3 separate regions of the Sus scrofa genome follow, and regions 1 and 3 are each linked to region 2. The links are chromatin contacts, called in public targeted proximity ligation maps. All regions are on one chromosome and are shown on one strand. The core of a region is the stretch at or near the end of the contact, and the rest is flanking DNA. Distances in the headings are between cores, read along the strand shown. Region 1 overlaps LOC106510019 (a long non-coding RNA gene). Region 2 overlaps NDUFAF6 (NADH dehydrogenase (ubiquinone) complex I, assembly factor 6). Region 3 overlaps LOC106510019 (a long non-coding RNA gene).

What was found.
Region 1: a contact with region 2 is called in a targeted proximity ligation map of skeletal muscle. A contact is called at or near these places in 2 of 2 datasets of targeted methods (alveolar macrophages and skeletal muscle).
Region 3: a targeted proximity ligation map of skeletal muscle shows a contact between it and region 2. A contact is called at or near these places in 1 of 5 promoter capture datasets (liver), 19 of 47 Hi-C or Micro-C datasets (alveolar macrophages, blood, embryonic fibroblasts and 10 more) and 2 of 2 datasets of targeted methods (alveolar macrophages and skeletal muscle).

Annotation. Positions count from the first base shown.
Region 1 is chr4:41,446,980-41,449,679 of Sscrofa11.1, forward strand. All of the region lies in intron 2 of LOC106510019 (a long non-coding RNA gene), which reads right to left. Among named protein-coding and RNA genes, the nearest start is that of C4H8orf37, 75 kb to the left of the region's middle.
Region 2 is chr4:41,626,696-41,629,395 of Sscrofa11.1, forward strand. It overlaps NDUFAF6 (NADH dehydrogenase (ubiquinone) complex I, assembly factor 6), which reads right to left. Exons shown (of 9, transcript XM_001925041.6): 8 at 1,494-1,550. Among named protein-coding and RNA genes, the nearest start is that of NDUFAF6, 28 kb to the right of the region's middle.
Region 3 is chr4:41,426,601-41,429,300 of Sscrofa11.1, forward strand. LOC106510019 (a long non-coding RNA gene) reads right to left here. Exons shown (of 3, transcript XR_002343201.1): 3 at 1,805-2,399. Among named protein-coding and RNA genes, the nearest start is that of C4H8orf37, 54 kb to the left of the region's middle.

The DNA of each region.
Region 1 (2,700 bases), core at 77-2,576, 180 kb before region 2:
GACGTTTGGGTGTTTGCTGATAAAAATAGGTGAAGATCGGCAAGGGGACCAGAACATCCCAGATGACATGAGTAAGTCTATGTAAAGGAAAGGGTGAATGAGGAAGTATAAACGAGCAAAGAGAAAAAAACACGCTTGGGCCGTGTCAGAGCACAGGTGTTTCCTGTGACGTCCAGGCTGGCCGGTTAGCCGAGGTGATCGGATTAGAATAAAGCCAGGCTGGGGGAGGGGCACATGTGGCATCGAGGCAGACACAGCAAGGGACCCAAAGAGAGGCAGGGAGAGTCGGGGAGCCACACACAGAAAAAAGAAAGAATACGAGGAGAAGGGAGACACAGGAAGGGAAGAAAGAGAAGCGGAGAGAAAAGAGAGTCAGAGAGCCACACCACCACAGAACTGGGATCCTCTTCACTATGTCACACTCTCAAAGTGCCCCAAGCCGAACAGAAGCAGACTTCTCCCCTTCAGGGAGTGCTCAGGAAAGTTCTAGAGTGTTCCAGTCTCTGGGTGCGGACTAGTATCCCTGCCCCCGCCACCTGGCTAACCTCCCCTTTTTGTCTCTTCTTGATTCAAAAGGACTCTCCGGAGTTCCCGCTGTGGCGCAGTAGTTAACGAATCCGACTAGGAACCATGAGGTTGCGGGTTCAATCCCTGGACTAGCTCAGTGGGTTAAGGATCCGGCATTGCCATGAGCTGTGGTGTAGGTTGCAGACGCAGCTCAGATCCTCAGTTGCTGTGGCTCTGGCATTGGCCGGTGACTACAGTTCCAATTAGACCCCTAGCCTGGGAACCTCCACATGCTATGGGAGTGGCCCTAGAAAAGGCAAAAAGACAAAAAAAAAAAAAAAAAAAAAAAAAAGGACTCTCCCCCTCCCCACCAGCTCTGTTTTTTTTTTTTTTTTTTTTTTTTTTTTTCATAAAGTTGAGGAAAAGAGGCTGTCACGGCCCCTCTGAGTCGAGCAGGTGAAGCTCTGAGGACCAGTGTGCCCACTGACGGCCTCTGAAAATAGATCACGTACATGCATTCCTAGCTCCAGGATGGGGTGTCACGTGACAACCAAGATCCAGACACCCTCTGGCCCAAGGTCAGTGCCCAGCAGTGATGGAGAGGCCCAGAGGCCCATCTGTCCTCCAGGGACAGCCACTCCCTTCCTTCAGCTGAGCAGGCACAAAAGTGACCGCAAACCAAGCTCCAGCAGAGCTCGGTCTCTGTCTCTGGAGAGGCCAGCCTGGCGCTCTGTGGCTGGCCGCCTCCACCTGCTGTTCCCAGCCCCTGAGCCCCACACTTCAGCTGCAGGCCTCCCAGGCCCCCTGGAGTTTGGCAGCTCCATGCTTCACCCCGTGCACTTCCTTCCAGGTCAGGCGGGACTCCAGGCCGGGTTCCTCCACCACCCTTGTCTTAGTTTCCTGAGAAGCCTGAGCCAAAGGCTGCCTGGGGATGCACGCACGTCGCATCTGCTTTCAGGTGCAGGAGATTTCAGATTTCTATCCCTTCCTTCCTGGATCCCTGACCCCTTAGTCAGGCCTGCAGGACGGGCCAGGGAATTGCCTGTGCTCCAACAGCTCCAAACCACAGCCCAGCCTCAAGCCCACTTGTCTCAGCCCAGAAAACACGAATCCACCCACACTCAATTCCTAGTCTAAATAAATCCGTAGTCCCAGCAGCTCTGCCAAGCAGCAGGTGCATAATAAGAATTCCTGGATGGATGGCTCTCAACTTCTCGTTCCTGGGAGTCTATAGACCATTTTTTAAAAATCTTCCTTCAGACCAGCCCAGGTGCCACTCAGCCTCCTCCTCTGTTTGTGCTGCAGGCACCGGGCCCGTAGGTAGAAACCCCTTCTTGACCTCCCAGGTGGTAGGGGTCAGAGGACTGCAGACTCTGCGGTGTTCCTGGGCCGTCCCCCACCCCGAGTATCAATGTCCTGTGGCTGCCATATCAAATTACCAAAAACCAGGTCGCTTCAAACAGCAGAAATGTATTGCTTCATGATTCTGGAAACCAGAATTCAGAAATCATGATCCCTGGAGTTCCCGTCATGGCTCAGTGGTTAACGAATCCGACTAGGAACCATGAGGTTGCGGGTTCAATCCCTGGCCTTGCTCAGTGGGTTAAGGATCTGGCGTTGCCGTGAGCTGTGGTGTAGGTCGCAGACGAGGCCTGGATCCCACATTGCTGTGGCTGTGGCGTAGGCCGGTGGCTACAGCTCCGATTCGACCCCTAGCCTGGGAACCTCCATGTGCCACGGGAGCGGCCCAAGAACTGGCAAAAAGACCAAAAAAAAAAAAAAAAAGAAATCAGGATCCCTGGACTGAAATCAAGGACTCTGGTGTGGGGACAAGAGGAGGTGGCTCTCCCTCCAGAGGCTCTAAGGAAGCAAGTAATCTGTGCCTTGTCTCTTCCGACTTCCCATCTCTACTTCCACCGTCATATCGCCTTCTTCTCTCTTGTGTCAACTCTCCCCCTGCCTCCCTCTTAAAAGGATACATGCGATGGCATTTGGGGCCCACCTGGATAATGCAGGCTAATCTTCCTATCTTGAGATCCTTAAGCACATCTCGATTAACTTTAATTTAATCACCTCTGGAATATGACAAAGTCCTTTTCTGCTCTATAAGGAAGGTGACATTCACAGGTCCAAGGGATTAAGACGTGGAAGTATTTAGGAGGCCGTCATTTCATCTAACACACCTGCCAGTGC
Region 2 (2,700 bases), core at 51-2,550:
CATAGAGCTTAATTCAGTTAAATTAAAAAAATAACCATTTAGACCAAAGAGCTAAATAAATAATCATTAAAAATGGTAACACAGAACAATGTGTTGACATAGAAAGAGCTGCTCAGCACTTCATTTATACAAAAAACTCATATGTAATTATACGAGCATAAAAAGTCCATTATACGAGCATAAAAAGATGAACAGACATTATTTCTGAAAAGGATGGAACTGGAAAGATTCTAATTTCTTCTTTTGCCTCCTCTTATGTGAACATCTAAAATATCAATGTATTACTTTTATAAGCAAACCCAGTAAAGAAACAAAGTGATTTCAAACACTCAGATCTGAGACCTAGGAGAGACGACATGAAGGGATAGAAACGAATCTTTAAATATATTTTAGGGGAAAAAGGGGGGGGGAGTTTGGTACTGCAGAAAATGAATGAGTTTTCCATTTTCAAACACCACACACCTTTGAACCTTGCTTTCGATCTACAAAGTGAAGTAAACCACAGCTAGGAATGTGTGAAATGACCTAGCTCAGAATCTGTCCCATAAAAGGTAATACTAACTGGAAGCAAGTCTCATTTCTTTATGTATTTTACAACAATGGTGCCTGGAGTTCCCGGAGTGGTTCTACAGCTAACGAAACCGACTCGTATCCATGAGGATGCAGGTTTGATCCCTGGCCTCCCTCAGTGGGTTAAGGAGCCAGCGTTGCTATGAGCTATGGTGTAGGTCGCAGACGCAGCTCAGATCTGGTGTTGCTGTGGCTGTGGTGTAGGCCGGTGGCTAGAGCTCCAACTCGACCACTAGCCTGGGAACCTCTATATGCTGTGGGTGTGGCCCTAAAAAGCAAAATAACAAAAACAAAACAAAACAAAACAAACACACAATGGTTCCCGCACCTGGCTACACAATCAGAATCACCTGGGCAATTTTTAAAAATCACAGCTCCTCTTAGGAATGGCCTTCTCCTCAACCCTAAGAGTCTTATTTAGTAAGAAGACCTCAGGAATCTGTATTTTTAAAGAAGCTTTCCAAATGATTCTGATGCAGCCAGCCTCTGGTCTGGCTGTGAACCATTTTCAGGGACCAGAGCAACAATATGGTCACTATAGAGAATGAAATTTTTAATTTTATAATTTTATAGGCTAGGAGTAGCCTAACACTCCTACAGGGTGTTTTCTCCCACGTGTAAACTGAGGAACAGAGTGTTTAAGGAACTTAAGGTTCCATAGCCAGTAAGGGGCAAAGCAGATTCAAACCACTGCAGTCTGGCTGCAGTCAGCACTGATGACAATTCCACTCACCTGCTTCTGGGGACACAGGCTCTGACGGTCACCATAAGCAGAATGTAACTAACAAAACCCACCCCAAGGGAGGAAAACAAAAACAAAGACTCCAAACTAAAGATCTGCATCAGGAACCTTATAAAATAGAGAAAGAGATTATACACATCTGCTTCATTAATTAAACCACTGTCTCTGTTAATCTACTTACTGTCTGAAGAAAAGCAGGAAATGCTTTCGCAGGAACGCTTTTGTGGAAGGACCTTGCCTAAAAAAGGAAGACAAAAGGAAACTGGCTTGAAATACAAATATTTCTGGAAATAAACACTCTGCCGCTGAAAGTGAACACAGAGCAACATCAGCAGTTTAAAACAGCACAGTTGGAGCCTCTCTCAAAAGCAACAAAACAGTTCTCATCTCATCTGCCAGTTGAGATTAATGTGCCAAACCTAAAGGAATCAGGAAAAGGTACTGAATGAAGAATTCCATTCCTCCTTACGGATTGGCTTCGGCATTTCTAGCTGCCTTATAACTTTGACACCCCCCAGCCCCAACTCAGTGGTAAGGGGTAAGTGTCCAAACATGGGTTCATTATGTGCAGATTTTTTTCAATAGAAAATGTACTACTCCATCCTTGGTCGGTTGAATCCACCCACACTGAAGAACCTTGGATACAGAAGGCCACCTATAAATTATCCGTGGATTTTTAACTACGAGGAGGGCTGGAGCCCCTAATTCCCTCGGTTGGTCAAGGGTCAAATGAAGTTGCATTAAAAGTCCCAGCACCTCCCTGGTTTGGATCATCATTCCCTCCTGTCTAGATGAATATAAGGTCCTCCTGGCTGATCTTTCTGTCTCTGTGTTCCTCAACCTTTAATTCATTCTGTGCAGTCAGCCCAATTAATGTAAGTCATTGTTTTATTTCACTTTCTTTAACTTATTTTCCTGATAGATCATATCTTAACTATCCATATTGGAATGCAAGACCCTCCCCATCTTGAATCCAACCTCATCTGCACAACCTAACTCCCTACTACTCTGGACTAGGGAGCCCTGACCCACTCAGGCTAATGCCCATCACCCTGCCCTCACCAAGCCCACTTCTGTGCACAGGTCTTTGTTTATATTGTCAGACAGCACCTCTACTCCTGGACTCACTGCTTCACCCGAGATGCTCTGGTTTTACCCCCATCTACTAAAATTGTTCTCCTCGAGACCATCCACAACATACTAACCATCATACTCATTTTCTCTCCTTAATCTCTCCGCAGAATATAAAACTTTGGTACTCCCTGTTCCCAGAATTTGCTCCTCCCTTGGTTTTCAAGGCACTGACTCTGAGTTCTCCTACTTCTTTGATCATTCTTTCCTTTTCCTTCTTCCTAATAAATGGCCCTTTTCCCCTCCTACCTGAGAAA
Region 3 (2,700 bases), core at 46-2,545, 200 kb before region 2:
GAGGCATCTTGCTGGACAAAAAAGGCCACCCACTCTTTGTTTTTTGTTTGTTTGTTTTGTTTTTTTTAGGGCCAAACCTGTGGCATATGGAAGTGCCCAGGCTAGGGGTTGAATCCAAGCTGCAGCTGCTAGCCTACACCACAGCCACAGAACACGGGATCCGAGCCACATCTTCGACCTACACCACAGCTCAGGGCAACGCCGGATCCTTAACTCACTGAGCAGGGCCAGGGATCAAACATGCAACCTCATGGATACTAGTCGGATTCATTATCACTGAGCCACAATGGGAACTCCAAAGGCCATCCACTCTTGAGACAACTACGCCCTCCCTCTCCTTTCCCACCAAAGCGACGACTCCCATGATCGTCCTTGTCTGTCCTCTACTCCCTGTGGGGAAGAGTCATGTGACAAGAGTAAGCAACCTGCACAGGGCTGAGGGAGGCTGGAGGAGCCAGGCCAGTGAGAGCAGGGCAGGGCCCTGTGGGAGAGGCATCTGCAGCCGGGCTGCTCCAAGCATCGGATGGTGGGATTGCCTGGGAGTTTGTTAGAGATGCGGACTCCCAGCTCCTGCCCCAGGCCCCCTGGATCCGAAACTGCATTTTATTATATATTTTTTGGCTGGGCCCTCAGCATGCAGAAATTCCTAGGCCAGGGATGGAACCCATGCCACAGCAGTGCTCAAGCCACAGTGATGACTATGCCTGATCCTTAACCCCTAGGCCACCAGGGAACTCCCATAACTGCATTTTATAGATCCCTGGATGATGCAAACATGAAAGTTTGAGAAGTACTGGATTCTGTAGAGCTCCATGACACATTAGATTGGAGCAACCTCCCCCAGAGCTACTGTGAATAATCAATGCCACATTCAAAGGTTTTTATTGTACCAAGTAAGAAAGCACGATTTTCCTTACTTAATTCTGGTAGCAACCCTGGGAAGTTGATATTGTTATTCCCATTTTACAGATGAAGAAACTAGGCTTAAAGAGGTCAGACTGCACGCCCAAGGTTATAAACTCAAAGAGCTAGGATTTCACCCTAGGGCAGCTCAGCCTCTAAATCTGCCACCTGAGGCAGGAATTCTTCACTTGGGGGGAGGGAGCTGCAGGTAAATCAAACCCCCAAGGAAAAAACCTGCCCACTCTAAATCCCAGCTGGCCCTCACATCAGAAACCCGGGCTAAGGCTCCCTGCAGGGAGGGGAGGAATGGGATGGGAGGGGCCTGGCAGGGCAGTGTTCGGCTCCCAGGAAACAGCTGGGCACAAAGTCCCAGCCCCCAGGGCCTGTTCAGGCTTGCCCTTCCCCAGCAGGCTCCTGCTCCCTAGGACAAAACAGAGCCCTTTGGGCCTGAGCCTGACTCAGCAGCTCTGAGGCGGGCAGGCGGGCAGGCGGGCAGGCGGGCAGGCAGGCGGGGGACATGTTACTCCAGATCTCCTTGCTCACACGGCTCCTCTAAAAGCTGCTTTGCCTGCAGCTTCGCCAGGTCCAAAAATGCAATTGACAGCTGCCCTCTCCAATCTAGCTCCAGTGTCACTCCTCCATGAAATCTGCAAATCAAAGTCTCTAGGCGGCAGGGAGAATTCTGTAAATGTTAATCGGACATATTAGCATATGAATTGTTCCCAGTACCTCTGCAGGATGTTTTTACATATTTCATCTCATTTCATCCTTAACCTGTTGAGATAGGTATTATTATTCCCATTTTACAGTTATGAAAACAGAGCCTAGTGGGTTATAGAGTTAGGATGTGTCGACTGAAAAAAAAAAAAAAAAAAAAAAGCACAACGTGAGAGTTGTGACTGAAGTTTTATTTGGGGCAAAATGAGGACTAGAGCCCAGGAGCAGCATCTCCCAAGTAGCTCAGAGGAACTGCTCCAAAGAGGTCGGGATGTGGTCAATATATCTGTGATTTTGGTGAAGGGGGATACAGGCAATCAAGCCCACATTTTGGCAGACATTTCTTCTAGTCATGAAGAGCAGATGTCTTTCTTAATGATTTTAATGCTCTTCAAGATATGCGAAGACGCAAGAATTTGGGCTTATAAAATCTTCTGAAAATATATAACTATCTGAAGGCTTGTTCTGCCAGTTTTTCTCAGCGTGCAGTGCTCCTGGTCTCCACCCCAAGTCCTTTCAGGGTGTGTTGAAAGTCCGTAACTGCTTTGGTTAGCGATGTCATCGTTGCAGAGGTGATGGCAAGTGCCAATTCCTAATTAGCAGATTTAAATTCAGTCTTAACACTAGATCCAGTACTTCTTTGCCCAAGAGCTGCATTCTTCACAGAGTCAGTGTAGGACTTACCATATGACTTGATAAGTTCTTAATTGCAGGTGCGTGTGTCATACACCTCCAGGGGTCCCATCTTATTTGCTCTTGTATCCCAGTGTTTACAGGGTCTGGAACACAATACATGCAGAATAGACTATGTTGGACTGATTATTCAGCAAACAATTTTTTTATTTTTTTGCTTTTTAGGGCCACACCTGCAGCATATGGAAATTCCCAGGCTAGGGGCTGAATCAGAGCTGCAGCTACCAGCCTACACCACAGCCACAGCAACACAGGATCTGAGCCATCTCTTTGAACTACACCACAACTCATGGCAACGCCAGACCCTTAACCCACTGAGTGAGGCCAGGAAGCAAACCTGCATCCTCACGGATACTAGTTGGGTTCATTACTGCTGAGCCACAAGGG